Regions from separate parts of the Mus musculus genome. Here region 1 is linked to region 2. Evidence: chromatin contacts called from public Hi-C data. All regions are on one chromosome and are shown on one strand. Each heading gives the region's core, a stretch centred on a gene start, on an enhancer-like site or on the middle of the called end of the contact. The rest is flanking DNA. Distances are from core to core; before and after follow the strand shown.

Region 1 (7,372 bases), core at 2,759-5,258, 140 kb after region 2:
GAATTCTATTTTCGAAAAGGGAACATATAACTCATACACTCTTTTAAACATCTTTTCTTTTGACCCTATATCCCCTAGCACCGATACACATACATACATGCATATGTCTGCATACCCATGCATGTGTGTGTATACACACATATACGTACATCTAAGTATGCATATTGTGCTAGTCAGTTTTCTCTTACTTTAACAAAATCCTGACATAAATCAACTTTTAACCAAGACAAGTTTATTTCTCTCACAGTTTCAATTCAAGTTTGGGTCTGAGGATAGTGAGACCACATCAGATTGGAGAACATGGTGGAGCAAGCGTTTCACTTCATGATGTCTGTGAAGCAAAGAGCAAGGAGGAAGGGAATGGGTTAGGTGTCCAACATCCCCTTAAGTGCCTTGCCCGCATTGGCTTAAGGCCTGCCATTTGCCTGCACCACCTAAAGGCAACACCACCTCCGCTGTGGATCAAGCCTCCACACGGGCCTGTAGGTTACACTGAGTCAAACCATAGCACGCATAGATGTAGACCTTCTCCACAGGAGCTCTGTTCCTCAGCCCCGTGTTAGCCCAAAACAGCAGGCACTTATGTAAGAGGAACTCAGGCAGTACAAACTTCTTAAGGACACTCGGAACTTCTCCGTCTGTTTTGGTTTTGCTTCTGCAGTTTCCTCCCTGGCAAGCTTCGCTCTCCGTGTAAGAGAACGCCTGCTTCGGCTCCTTTTAAACATGACTCAGTGGGTGAAAGTACTTGTGCGAGCTTAGAGGCTGGAGTGTAGATCCCGAAACGCAAATTAATGTCAAATAAATTAGTGAGGATGGGTAATCGCATCATGCTTACATTGAGAAAAGAAGACAAGAAAATCCCAGGAACCTCCAGGGCTGGCAAGCCTGGTGCACGCGGAGGCATACAGCCTGGAGACATGGCTGGAATGTACCTGTGTAAACAGACACACCTTCACATAATACACACAAATAAAATGTTTAACATAGAAAGCTAAATTATCTCAAGTTAGCCCCTTAATGATGGATGGAGACTGGGCCATTCTATTGCATTCTGTGCAAAGGAACCAGAGGGAATTGACGATCAATGCTTCTAAGCAGGAACTCTAAGCACTTCCGTTTACCATTGCTCCGCGGTTCCTGGTTGGATATTGGCTTTGAATGTCTAGTTGCTGATATGAGATAAGAATCGGCCTAGGACTGAGGTCCTGCTTGCTGTTGTAGCTAATCATAACTTCTTTTGCATAATGCACCGTATTTCCTTATTTCGCTCCTCGGGTTTCTTAAGAACTATATAGCCAGAGATGGACAAGATGAACTTCATAACTGGACGATGATTCTAGCGGCTACCCCATGCATCCTTTTCTTACTTTTGAAACTGACCTATGTGCATAAAGGAAACAAAGCTGGTTTTAGTTTAGTTTAGGTTTTTCTTTGTTTCCTAAGCTTTCATTTCCATCGTGGCCCATCGGAGGTATCAAACCCTAGGTCTTCACAAGGGAGCCTGGGTTCCTCTTCGTTTATCTGAAACATCAGAAATAAAACCTGACTTGTAAGGATGTTAATCTCCCACCGGGGGCATGTTCTTCATTTAAATTGACAATTTCATTCATTTATATAATGAATTTCCCTAACTTCATATTGCTTCTTCTCCTTGCCCTTTTCCAATCCCTGTCCATCGTGTAGTGGAACCTTCTCTCCTCCTCCCCCTCTCTCTTCATCGCCCCTCTCCTATCCCCCCCCCCCCATCTAGTGCCCTCCTACTTTCATCTCTTCGTTCTGTGTGCCCTCCACTGAGTCTAATCAGTTTCTACCCTGAGCATGGCTGGTTGTTTACCAGAGCAAGGGCTGACTCACCACTGGAGAAAATGACACCTTCTCCCCAGAAACCTTTAATTACCATTGTCCCTCAGGGAAAGGTGGGGTCTATGAGGGCCCTGTCCAGTAAGTTTCTTTGTCAGTGTGATCTGGGAATTGAATCAAACTCTCTTGCCTCCTTACGAGCAAGATAAAAAGAAAGAGCTGTGAGCTGGCATTTGTTTTTGTTTTTTGTTGTCCCCCCACCCCCACCCCCACAGATCTTATAAGCTGGGTACAGTCTGGTTGTTTCTGAGACTCTCTAGTTTGACCAGTGTGTTCCTCCAGCCTCAATGCTCAGTTTAAACCCTAACTATTTTCTTCATTTCCCAATACATTGAAATACTTCTACTAAAGATGAGAGGCTAAGACCGGAGGACCATGAACTTGAGAACAGCCTGGCCTATGACGTAGTGAATTCAAGGTCAGCTATGTTACCCAGTAAATGAATGTAAGCTGGTAGGATGCAAAGCCAGATTCTTTCAAACTTGTCCTTGCTACCCTGGAAAGAAATTACCCAATGCTTTGAGTTGGAGGAGCATGCCAGCATGGTATTCTAGAGGGGGCTACAGTGGATTTGAATACCCCTTTAAAAGACAGAAAGCATGGCTAAATATATATCATGACGTCAAGAAAGGTTCCTGTCTACAACTTAGTGTTTCAGCAAGGTTTCCTGTAATGACCTATGTCAGGTCACGTGGCAGAAAAAGACACACTGGGCAAGTGACAGTGAAATATAGAGAAAAAAAAAAGCTCAAAATCACACCACGTACAAAGAAGAAGAAGAAACTCAATTCTGCTAGAGCTTTACTGAAGAGATGTGTGGGGTCTTGACCCAAGAGAAGTAGATTAAGCTTCCCCAGGCCTCTATTTGGAGATGAAGTCTTCACATAGCACAACTGCATGATAAACGTGGGTTTGTTTACAGTCCCTCTATGGTTGACACTATTCATCATTTGAACAGTGTGTGTCTAAGGATTTCCACAGTCCCTTTGAAGCTTTCTTAGCTATGATTTCATGTGTGGTGAGTCAGAGGGAACAAGCAGGATCAGGAAGTGCTGAACAATAGGACTGGGAATAACCGTTCTCACCGGTTGAAGGCAGCCGATAAGGTCACAGGGTGGGGACTCCCTCATCTTCCTACCCTCCCGAGGCAGAGAGTGGTTCTGTACTAGCCCTTCCCTTATATACAAGGGCAGCAAAGTTGGAAAGTCTGAGACACAGGGACAACCTTTGTCCTTCATTGGAGCTTCTAAATATGCACCTGTCTAAATGTGTGCAAGACATCACACACACACACACACACACACACACACACACACACACACACACACACACACACACACCACAGTCCCACAGTCCCTCTTGTTAAGTGATATTTAGACATTTTTAACCAAGTCAGCTACTAAGTTTCTTTTGTGATTTAGCATTTCCATTGGAGACACTTTGGAGATTTTCTTAGAGTCTGTAATTGATGGAAGAAACAAAAGAAAAATCATGATATCACCATCAAATACTACCCCTTTTAAACAATCCTTTGGCATTTTCTAGAATATGATATCAGATGGATTGTTCAGATAGACATTTTGTCTATGTCTTTTCTTCTGGGCTTTGTCACAGCTTGTGAATTGACAAGAAACATTTGGGTGATCAGAGAAGGCTACATATGGGTTTCTTTCAATGTCTCTGGTGGTGAACTTAGCTGGAAATAGTGTTTTGACAAACTTGGCCCTTTGGTCAGCTATAGATTGAAATAATCATATACCTGATACCAGTCTAAGGATTCCATGTTGGTGAGAATCCAACAGTGAAGGATGCACCCCAACTTAGAGCCCCCTCAAATAAGGTTGAATGTGATTTGAAAAAGTATATAAAACCAAATGCAGTATGAAATCAGCTTGATACGGTGTTTTCTGCAATAAAAATAGCAGAAAGTCAACTTTAAGAGATTCTTGCCTGACCTCAAGGACAGAAAGACAGCCAGAGATGAGAGTCTGTGACAGGAAGGGTATGAGAGTAAGCCTAGGCCCAATGTGGGAGTCAGCTCCTGGGCAGGGCCAACAGCAGATAATCAAACCACATCCTATGCTAGGGCTCGTGGGTACCACCCAGCTACGTCTGTGTGCTATTAATAACAGGCTCAGCTGCAGCCTGCCATCCATCTCGAAGGACAAGATCAGGATGGCGCAGGAAATGACTGTGGACCTGTTTACTTTCTCGTGACCTTTCCTCCTCAGTCAGCCAGCAGGTGCTGTCAGGAGAGCCGGGCCCAGAGGGGAAGAGCTCTGAACAACAGCACTTAGAGATGATTTTCTCAGTTGATAACGGTAGATCGCAACTCTACGGATGGCTGCAGAACAAGCACTTTCAAGCTTGGGAAACGATGCGAGTCACCTGTAGATCAGAACCTTTGTCCTATCTCTGTACTCGAGGACTTGTAAGCCTAAACGCGTGCCTAATCGTCCAGATTCCCGGGCTCCACTTGCGCCCACGTGACTGAGTAGAAAAAAAAATTGAGTCCGATATTTCTGTCAACAAACTTTGTAAACTCACATTTATAGAATGATTTTAGAAGGTGCTTTCTGTCTGTAGAGATGAGCAGAATAGCTAGCAAGGAGCATCTTTGGAGATTACAAGTTAAGACCATTAGGGCGGAATGGGGAATGGTTGAGTTCTGTTTACAAACTCAGTTTTGCAACTTGGCTGTTTCAGTAAATTAGATTCAAAACAGTTCCCTTCTGGTGAGTCCTAAAACTTCCTAAGTCATTTCTGTCAGCCATATATATCAATTTTTCAGGAAATAACCCAAAATCTTGAGAGAAACAAAGCTTGTTAAAAAAAAAAAAAACCAAACGTTTGATTAAAAAAAAAAAAAAAAAAAAAAAAAAACAAAGTTTGATAAGAGGGTGATGACATCATCAGATCCCACCTGTAGTTTGCAGAATGGTTGGAACTTTACTCAGGGATAGGGTCACAGTTATTCCTTGTTGTTGCTGTTGGAAACAGCTGGCATTATAACAGCTACTATTCATGAACTATAATAACAGCTACATACCCAGCACAGGGTGCTTTGAATATTCTCATTAAAGTCTCATAGCAAGTCTATAAGTGTAGTAAGATTTTATCCCCATTTTAGTTTTGAGGAAACAAGCTTAAGGAAGATACATACTTTGCCTCACTTGGACTGGATGGCAAGTGTTCATGAGAGGATGGTGAGGTAGGCCCAGGGTGGAGGCAGGAGACTGAATCCAGTACAAAACGCCCCACATTCTGCTCTTGGCCTTCAATCGTCCCCAAAGCAGTGATCCTTGGGAAGTAAAAACCTCCACCCTTCAGCAGCTTAGTGTGGACATTTCAAATCCTTCTCTGGGAGATGGAGAAATGATGCCAGAGGAGGGGGAGAGGCTGAGAAAGCTGGAGAGCGAGGTTGGTGTAAGAGAGGATGCCTGGATTCTGTTCGCCACAGAAATTGTGGCTTTCTAATTCTGTCCAAGGCCATCTTAGCAGATGCTATTTAAAATTCATTTATTCATTTTCCAAATGCCTAAATAAATCAGGCAAAACAAGGCCACCGTGATGTGTGTAAGGTCATACTGCTTCTGTTTACTTATTAATCATTAGTCCTTTATATTTGAAAATGCCTGTTTGCAGAGTACTTAGCGAGGGAAAGAAATTTCAGGAGGGTAGCAGGGATGTGACAAATCTGAATTTTAATGTCTCAATCTCAGAATTTTGTAATGCAGATATTCCAGGTGTAAAACTGGCTGTAGTCATTGAAATAGTTTCATGTATCATATTAATAGACCTTTACTGACTTATGGTCTATTTTAGTTCTTGCTTTACTTCATAACAAGGTTAAAAAATGGAAACTATTGTTTTCTTTTAAAGCAATTTTATTTAGTTGAAACGCTAAATCATCAGGAGTGAAACTATGGTTAGTTTGAAGTTACTGCAAAGCCACACAGGGCGGTGGGCATCACATTCGTAGATGTACTTGTGGTGGTCTCATGAATCAAGCAACATTTACTCTGACCAACACACAGAACTACTTTTTGAATCCTTAGAATTGTCACCAATAAGGTTCTTTTCTAAAGAGAACCAAACCTTGCTTTGAATACGTGGATAAATAATAAAAAATGCATTTTATATGTATATACATGTATGTATATGTATGTATGTATGTATGTATGTGTATATATATGGTATTACAGGAATTAAAATGTTTTAATGCTCATTATTCACCTAATTTCTTATGAACTCACCCTCAAAGGACCTGGAACAGTGGGCTTTCTCAGAGTCAGATTTTCTGTCTTCTGGTATGATTCGCATGATTTTCCTTTGCCTTATTTTTCTCAGCTCTATAATGTTTTCTTTAAAAGTCACAGATGTAAAGAGACAATTGAGTAAGTTGACATTAACATGTAAGTTCAGAGTATTGTCTCTTAACTCTCCCTCCCCCCACAAGGGTTGAAGGCATTACTTAGTGTTTAAGAGCACTTATTTTTCTTCCAAAGGAAATTTTAGCTCCCACTATCCATATACTGCAGTTCCAGGGGATATGGTCCTCTCTTCTGGTGTTTGCAGGTACCTGCATATACACGATACACATAAACTTACATAGGAGCACACATGCACATATAATTTTTTAAAATGTGGGAGTGACCTACAAATATCTGGTTGAATTTAAGGTCTCTTCCATGAGATGGAACCCATACCTGAGGCTGATCAGGTGGGCAAGAACTTGAGACAAGATAGGTCAGGGTCCCAGGGAAAAACCAAATACTATTGTTCTGCCAAAGGAACGTAACCTTAAAATGACTCCTAGTGGCATTCTGCTATATTATCCTGCCTTGTTCAGTCATCATCAAAGAAGCATCCTTCTGCAGTGAGGGAGAACAAAAACAGAGACCACAATGGGCAAAGGGCAGAGAGTAAGAGACCTTCAAACATTCAGTTCTAAATGAGGGGGTCTTTATTACATCCATTGATCCAGAGTCAGGGAGAAGAAAAGTCAGAAAGATTGTAAGAGCTAGAGGGGACAGAGGAGGACATCAAGGAAATGATGCCTTGCAAGCACTTCAGGAGTGATGGCGCAGATGAACTCACAGACTGCAGCAGCACACTCAGGGTCCACACAGGGCTGAGCCAGATGGAGTCCCAGAGCAGAGAGGGGAGATGGACACAAGTCCCCACCCCTAACTCACAACTGACAACTACTTGAAAAGAAAAACCTAGTTTTCTCCCACAGTGTATTGCTGGGTATCTAAAGTATGCTTTAGAACAACCACAGGTAGTGCAAGGTTGTCACAGCTACCCATTCATTAGGGTGCCTCTCACTGGACCATTTACTTATTTCTCAGGAAAACTGAAGACAGTTTCTTCGATGTTGAACACAAGACACACTTCCATTTAGCAGCTCCAACCTATAACCACTTACAAAAACAAATGTCTGCTCTTCTTTGTTAGGTATCCAGCTCCACTGAGGTAGTAACTAAGATGGCCAATTTACTCATTCATG
Region 2 (7,874 bases), core at 3,513-6,012:
TATGTTAAATATATAAAAATATATAATATAAATAAAAGATTAAATTTTAACTTCTTTCCAAATAGACACTTCAAAGCATGAAGTTCCATTCCCAATATGTGCCCTGGTGACAGGAGCTCTAGATGAAAGAAATGAGCCTTGTGTTGTGAAAGTTACCCCAGAAGATTTCATTGTACCAACATCCTTTTTATTCATAAAGAATTTATGTTGAGATTTATTTTCATGTATACTCACGAATATGCTAATATACATTTTGTTCCTATGCACAAGTAATTGAGTATCTTATGGGCCAAGTAAGCGCACTATCTCTGCTGATACTGACCCATGTGTGTCTTGGAGAGACTTCATAAGCATGCACAAGGCTGCTCAGAATCATGTTAATCCTGTTGTTTCAGATTGATTTGTATGCAATTCAGGTGTAGTTAAGGTTACCTGAAACCACTGGATTGTATTTACTGATATTAAGTCTCAATATATATTAAACAAGTCCTGCTATTTTTCTGAATAGTAGTTCTAGCATTTCAAGATGAAAAGTTATAATTTATTCAAAACTGTCTATACTTACCATTGAAAGATATAGTTCTATAGAGAAGAAATTAAACCACATTTTATTTATATTTAATCGGACTGAGTTAGGGACATAATTATGGAAAAACCAAAAATTATAAAATTTGTCAAAGTAATGGAGAATTCTTATTAACATGAATGACAATGAAACAGTGCTTTTATGCTACTGAAGGAGAGTTAGGTCCCTTTCGAACAGCACTGCACACTTGATGAGATGATACGAGTTTACTCACTGAGGTGTCATATACACATGCCCAAGTTATTTTGTCTTAACATTTCAAGCGGATCATTAAACATGGGGTTCGACATTCAGTATCAATTAAATAATGAAATCCAATCCTTAAATATCGATCCACAAGAGGTTATAATGCTTCTACTTGTTGAGTCGACTGGCAGTTTTACAAGTTTGCCAAGCTTTGAGAAAGCAGGACTAAGCCAAGAGCACCGCTGTCTCCTGGCTGCGGGTGGTTTTGAGCAGAAATGATGAGGTGGACGTAGTGCAGCTGAGTCAGGGTGCACCTGGTGTTCGAAGTGAGTGTTGATCATCTCCATGATTAACAACCCAATACTTCTTTCATGCCCAAACCATCCTGTTTATCTAGCTTATCATTTTTTATCCTTCCCAATGAATTAATCATGATGTTTAGCTAACAATATAAAACCAGCAATATATACAGCTTATCAAGGGCTTACCAAATGTCAAGTCCTCATCTAAGTATTTAACATATGTAAATGTATTTCATTTTTGCAGTAATATCTATTAACTGGATTGAAATGCATTTGAAGAATTGGTTATAAAGACATAGGAGTGTGTTCAGCCTCACAAAACTGACAAATAGTCATGCAGACTATAGTTGTGGAGATTTTAATATTTATATATAGAGAGCTAACATATTTTCGTTGAATACTTTCCTGTATAGTTTCCGAATTGTTGAATAAATGGACACTTGTGTATGTTCATATACATTATGAGGCAACATATGCATTATCATCAAGTGACAGTGTAGTTGTATCAACTGTCTGGACGAAATGACTACAGGCTTCCGGCAGTCTCTGCTGTCTGTTGAATCACTAGGTGTGACCATCATAATTAGGATAAGTGTCCTTTGTATCTTTAACAGGTGTTTTGGATACTTAATAAAACTCCAGATTTCCCAGCTTTACTGCACAGTTGCTAAATCTCTCTCTCTCTCTCTCTCTCTCTCTCTCTCTCTCTCTCTCTCTGTGTGTGTGTGTGTGTGTGTGAAACTTATAAACACATTAAAAGCAATACCAGGAAGTTCTGAAGAATACAAAAAGTTGGGATCCATTGTCCTGATAACTTTGGCTAAAGAAGAAGTCTAGTACATCCCTCCAGGAAACCTAGATCATATGAAAAAGGATAATCTACCCTTGCCTCGACCTCACTGTCATGGCCTCTGACTCACGAAAGAGAAAAGTTTTTGTTTGCTTTGTTTTGCTTTTCTTGAATGAATGTCAGACATCCCAGGTCCACCAAAATAATTCTTAAAACTGGGAGGCCACACACTTGCCACTTAGAAAGAGTTACTTAGTAAATATTTCTTGATTATGCACTGACTCCTCTGGAGTCAGATCACCTGGAAGCATTCAACCGAAGCCTTAGAGAACAGAAACAAGGCAGATTTCTGGAGCTTTCTGCTAACCAGATGTCGCAACCAGTGGGCTAGGGTTCAGTGAGAGACTGTGTCTCAAAAAATAAGACTGAGGACCATGGAGATAGATACTTGACTCCAACCTCTGGCTTGTGCACTTGTGCATCAGCATATAAAAATATGCATACAAATGTGAACACAATACTCCCTTCCCTCCTCTATTACACACACACACACACACACACACACACACACACACACACACATCAAAATACCAAAGCCAAAATACCAATCAGAACGGCCTCCCTTTTAGTTCACCTGAATTCTGACTTTACTGTTTGGAATTTCAGAGATCTTTTAAAACCTTCTCAGGGTTTGTTTTTATTGATTTCCTCATCTTAATGAGGAGTACATTAATATACTATGATACAAATTGTAGGCTTTCTATAAATACTGGTGATGATGGTGGTTATTGTAGAGACCAGCAGCATCATGTGACTCTGCTTCTGAACTTACCAAAGCCTGCTGGCTACAGTAGACTAAACTAGAGTGTCACATGCGGGGCTTCCAGGGGAGAAGGGACACCTAATGTCAGAGTGTTGAAAAACAGCAGGAAATGAAGGTCACAGAAAGATACTGTGAGTCTTTGACTTGCCACTAACATTCATAGAATCAGAAAGTTCAAATAGCCACAGGAGAAGACCATCCAAGTTCACAGCTGTAAGTTGTACAAAATAAAGGATTAAAAGTCTTCAGCTGTTCTCTGGAGAGCTTATGCACTGGCGTGGTAATGGCAAAGGGATAATCATGTGACTTTGTATTGCCTTTGCTTCCAAATTTTGTATATGCTGTTATGGACCAATTCTAACGCAAGGAGTTTAAGGACAGGAAACTCCTTCTTATCCATGCCATTAGACACAGAGAAATGCCAGAGACAAAAAAATAAAAAAATAAAAAAATAAAAGATATTCTAATGTATTACTAAATATCAGATATTTGCTCTTGGTGAATTATGTAGGCATCTGCCCAGCCAGCTACTTCTATGAATTGCTATTGCAACTTTGTTATACACATGCAGCAGCTTCCACATGTAACCTTGTAATGCAACCACTGGTCAATACCCATTTCCTCTCCACACGGAGATAGGAGGTATAAGTTAAAACAGTGCTCGGTCCTTAATGAAGTTTCATTACATATTAATTCATTGCATATGAACAAATGTATCAAGGTAGCTGATTTTTGTTATTCAGTCTATATTATTTTACATGCATAGACATCTGTAATGACTGAAAGCTCAACTCAGACAGAGAAAGAAGGAAGGATCAAACAAATAAAAATGGAATGACTTGTTTAATGGCTTCAAAGAAGTCCTTGGAATGTTTCTGTGAAACAAAGGCATCAAAAGCAAATGTTGACATTTCTACAGAGGTTGACTGGCAACATTGTGGCCATGGCCTTCTGCCTAACCCAAAGAGAAGACGATCTTATCTCCTACTCCCACAGTGGATTGGGAAGTCTCCACTTCTCAGTGGGTGCAGGACCTGGGACCTGCTCTGACATCATCGGTGATGAATCACTGGATCCGTTTGGCACCACAGCTCTGCAGATTGGCACGCCAAACTCTTTGAGGCTTCTTAAAGAAGTGGTGTTTTACATTTGTAAGAGCATGGCATGTGCGTCTGTTTTAGTTGAGAGGTGGTTGAACTTTGGGAAATGTAGCTTTTTTCAAAAAAAACTGTGGGGCAAACACTCTTCACTGAGACAGCTGCTAAATCCTACTGGGTAAAAGGTGACAGTTTACCATGCTACGACTACCAAGAAAATCATGAAAAAGTCAGCAGCTAGAACTGATATTATCTGGTTTTTAACTCCTCCTACCTTTTTGTGCTTTTGTTTGTTTGTTTTGTTGTTGTGTGTGGCTCTTCTAAAAGGGAACTAGTCCACTAGTTAGTGCTTAGTGTTTCCTGGATTGTAGCTATACTTTAGAAACATAGACGAAGTTGGAGACAGTATGAGGGGATAATATCAGTACTAAGTTGCTAATTGTTCCAGAGAGGGACGAGTCCTGAGTGGTCATGCGGTTACTCCAGCGGCTGCCTTCAACAGTGTTGGTGTAAGGAAATAGTGCAAGAAGCTCACTATGGATATTATAGGACCCTGCCTCACATTCCTCACAGATTTGCAATTCTTCACAGGCTTTATTTTTCTATCTTCCATAATGTTAAGGAAGATGAATCTAATGTAAGTTTTCCTCACAAAAAATTAGTTTCTCCTCCAATGTCTAATTTAAAATGGACACCCTGAGGAGCTCAAAGGTTCACAACTAGGGAAAGATAATGTTTGATGGCACAGGCCCTTCCTATAGGTAGCTTTGAAGTGCTGAGCAGACAGCATGATGCACTCTAAGGAGAGAGAGAGGACTGAGGATCAGTGCTGTGAAAACATCTACTCATTAATCACCCGGAGCCAAGGAATTTCATTCATTATATGTGTGCCTTTCTGTAAGATTCGGGAATCTATGACTAACTCCTTGCACTTACTGTAAGGCCTGAATAAGATGTGTAATAGCATCGAGCTCGTTTTGCCTTGAGGCAGCTTTTCCTATGACACAGCTCTCCTTGCTTCCTTTTCAGTGGATAGGAGGCGTGTCTAGTCTACAAAGTTAAAAAAAATTCATTATATGCATATGATAAATAATAAAGACCAGGGAAAGGATCAGGAAATGCATTATGAAATCAGAAACATCAAAATTATTTCAAATATCAGTAATTCATCTATCTGCTTGGAAAGAATGAGTCAACACTCCACTTGAGATATAGCTTTTTCAAATGTGTTGGATTTCAGTATAAATCCTGGCTTTTCAGGTTCCCATCCTTGTCTTCTTCGTGCACTATGTATGCAGCACTGAGTTCTGTGGACACAGAGCACACACACAGGCACTGCCCAGCACCCACAAGCCCCCTGGGAAACAAGGATAATTTAGAGTCTTCATATGAGCGTCGCCATCCTTCAGCCTTCTCTGACCTCTCCCTCCCCCTACGCACACCTTCAGAACGTGTTTCTATCATTTCTATCTGCCTACTCTTAGAAATGCCAGGCTCAGCTTTCTCTCGCCTTCAAGATGGAAATCTGCACGGTGACTGTGAAGACACTTATAACTAATCTAAATAATTGCGTGAAATCATAACTCACAAGGACCATTTTCTCCTTGTAGGAAAATGCTTCTGCTCGCTTTTCCAAATCTGATTGAACAGCACAGCACCTCATGTGGTCCTTGATCGTGATCCCAGGAGGATCCCTCTGCCATGTTGAGACTTAGGGCGTTGGTGAAGAAGAAACCCGTGGAGGAAACCTTTTAACACTAATGTGATGCTCAGAGCAATTCACTGCTTCTTATTATCCTACGAGTTCTACCAACAGTGAGAGACACAGCGACATCTCAATCTTTAAAATAACATTTATTTTTGACTTTCAAAATGCAGCACGTGCTCCTGACTTTTTAGGTGTCTCCTTGCTCCCTCTCAAGTCTTTACTACAAGACTTTCTTCCCATATTTCAAGTGTTGACCATCTTCAAAGTAGAACCCAGCACACACCTATGTCCATGCTGTTTTTGACATCATGAACACGTAGATACCTTCCTGCAGGAATATCCAGCTGTCTACTTTTCTAAGTGGCATACCAACGTGTTTCATAGTTGTTTGAAAGGTCAACTTGGAGCCTTCTCACAAGAGCAAATGCAACACGTGAAAACTGAACTAATGGTCTTCTCACTTGTGTTTCAGACCTTTTCCATTTTTTGGTGACTAGTCCTTGCCCCTACCTAACTCTTTTAATCTTGGAGTTTACTGAAACCCACAGCAACTGCTTGCATCACATGAACAGTCTGTTTTCCCTAGCCAGAACTTTTCACGTGACCCTCTTATCACAGGACCATCTGAGAGCTGTCTGATTACTTTCTGGAAATGGTATGAATCAATCTTTGCTTCTCAAGAGTCCTACTAACAACCAAAATACGACCATTTGCATGTCGAGAAAAAAAATGATTAAAAAGTGTTCAGGGTGACCTTGCCTAAATATCCATTTATTGTTTTGTAGAGCAAAGAGTAGAACCACCCTACACATTTTAAATTTCTAATTAAAATTTCTGATTACACAATTACACCTTTAACCTTGTAGCTATTGAATAAATGCCCACTCAGCCCATTGATTTTAATCTCTGGATACATCTTGGGGACAGCATTCTTACTAATTCTTTTCATAATCAAGACAGAAGTTAGAAAGACCCTATACCTGAGAACTACATAAACATTCAAGGAAAACTCCAAAAGTGCACATCTAGAAAATTGCTAAAAAGTAATCTTTTCCTAAATGTTCTCAGCCTTTCTGTTCTTTTTGTGTATTTGAGGACATCCTGGGCAACATAGGAAGTCATTCTCCAACACAAACAAACTTTGCACAACCGAAGAAGAAAGTGAAGCCCGACTTCTGGTCTACCTGAGTCCACTCTTTCGGTGATTCACCTCCCTTCCTCTCCACAGTGAGTCCCAATCTGAGGCTCTCTCTGCAGCTCCTGTGGTTAATGACTGCTAGATAGGCTACAAGATCAGACAGGAATTTATAGACAAAACCTGAAAACAGAGTTCCCAGCGTGTCCTCTTGAGTATTTTTGTCTGTTCTCTAAGACCACCTTCATCCCCGTCTGCTGTCTCTAGCTGCCTGGGCTGACCATGCTGGGCTGGGGCTGCTCTTGCTGCTTCTTTAATTGTAATCATCAAATCCCCTGTGTTGTCAGGAGGGAACGTTCAGACCAGTCCTTTAGAGGAGTGGATCTAGGACCCCAGGCAGAGCAGACGGACTCTACAGGACTGTTGCATACTGCCGTGGTATTGTCATGCTCTCACATGCTCCAGCATCAAGGTCCCCTCTGTCCCTGTATCTTAACCATTCTGGAGAGTGCATGGATGTTCTGGGTATTTTGTGACCTTTGACACAGCAGTGTATACAAATGAATTCAAAGAGGAAGTACAGTGGCATCTTAGTTAGGTCCTGGGGCTGAAAAATGAATAAATTCACCCGTTTATCTACAGAACCGTCTTTCCAGCCCCTCATTTCCTCATTTTTAAGACTCTTATTTGTGTCTTGATTTTTTTATGGCAATCTCTAATGTTTTTTTTTTCAGTTTCACATTAAGAGATCCATTGTCGTCTTCTCATGGTACTTTTTAAATATTTGCACAGATTTAGCAAATAACCCCAAGGAAACACAAGCGCTGGAATATCGGTTCTGCCAGAAGGTACTCATTTATCATGTTGCTGCTCAGAGAGATAAGATAGAGTACACTCAGCCCTCTCTACCTAAAGGCTCAGTATCCACAGATTCAACCAACCGAAGACAGATATTTGAAATAAGACTGCCTCTGTATCGGATATGTGTAAACATTTTTCTTGCCAGCCATACTTCAAACAAGAGGTCACTATCTAGAATACACAAAGAAGTAAAAGAAATGCAACACCTCACAGCTCAAAACCGCCAACCGAGAAATAGACCAATGGGCTGAACAGATGAAGAAATTCAAGTGAGCAATGGATATATATATATATATATATATATACCCAAAGCATTAAAGAACAAAAACAAAGAGTGTTCAACATCCTTAAGCATCTGGAAAATGAAAATGAAAACTGCTTTGAAA

The links. A called contact is a pair of places that touch in the nucleus more often than the background predicts.
Region 1: a contact with region 2 is called in a Hi-C map of the C2C12 cell line, with 2.1 times the contacts expected there. The contact joins two enhancer-like sites. A contact is called at or near these places in 1 of 484 Hi-C or Micro-C datasets (the C2C12 cell line) and 2 of 115 datasets of contacts at active chromatin or transcription factors (bone marrow-derived macrophages and pancreatic cancer cells).

Annotation. Positions count from the first base shown.
Region 1 is chr13:110,560,158-110,567,529 of GRCm38.p6, forward strand. No RefSeq gene overlaps it. Among named protein-coding and RNA genes, the nearest start is that of Gm32990, 4.9 kb to the right of the region's middle. Within about 2 kb of position 4,009, at least 84 of the 459 cell types and tissues checked have an H3K27ac peak or open chromatin away from gene starts, as enhancers often do. A contact at or near this core is called in the C2C12 cell line and pancreatic cancer cells, where this site is marked.
Region 2 is chr13:110,415,104-110,422,977 of GRCm38.p6, forward strand. No RefSeq gene overlaps it. Among named protein-coding and RNA genes, the nearest start is that of Plk2, 24 kb to the left of the region's middle. Within about 2 kb of position 4,763, at least 32 of the 459 cell types and tissues checked have an H3K27ac peak or open chromatin away from gene starts, as enhancers often do. A contact at or near this core is called in the C2C12 cell line and pancreatic cancer cells, where this site is marked.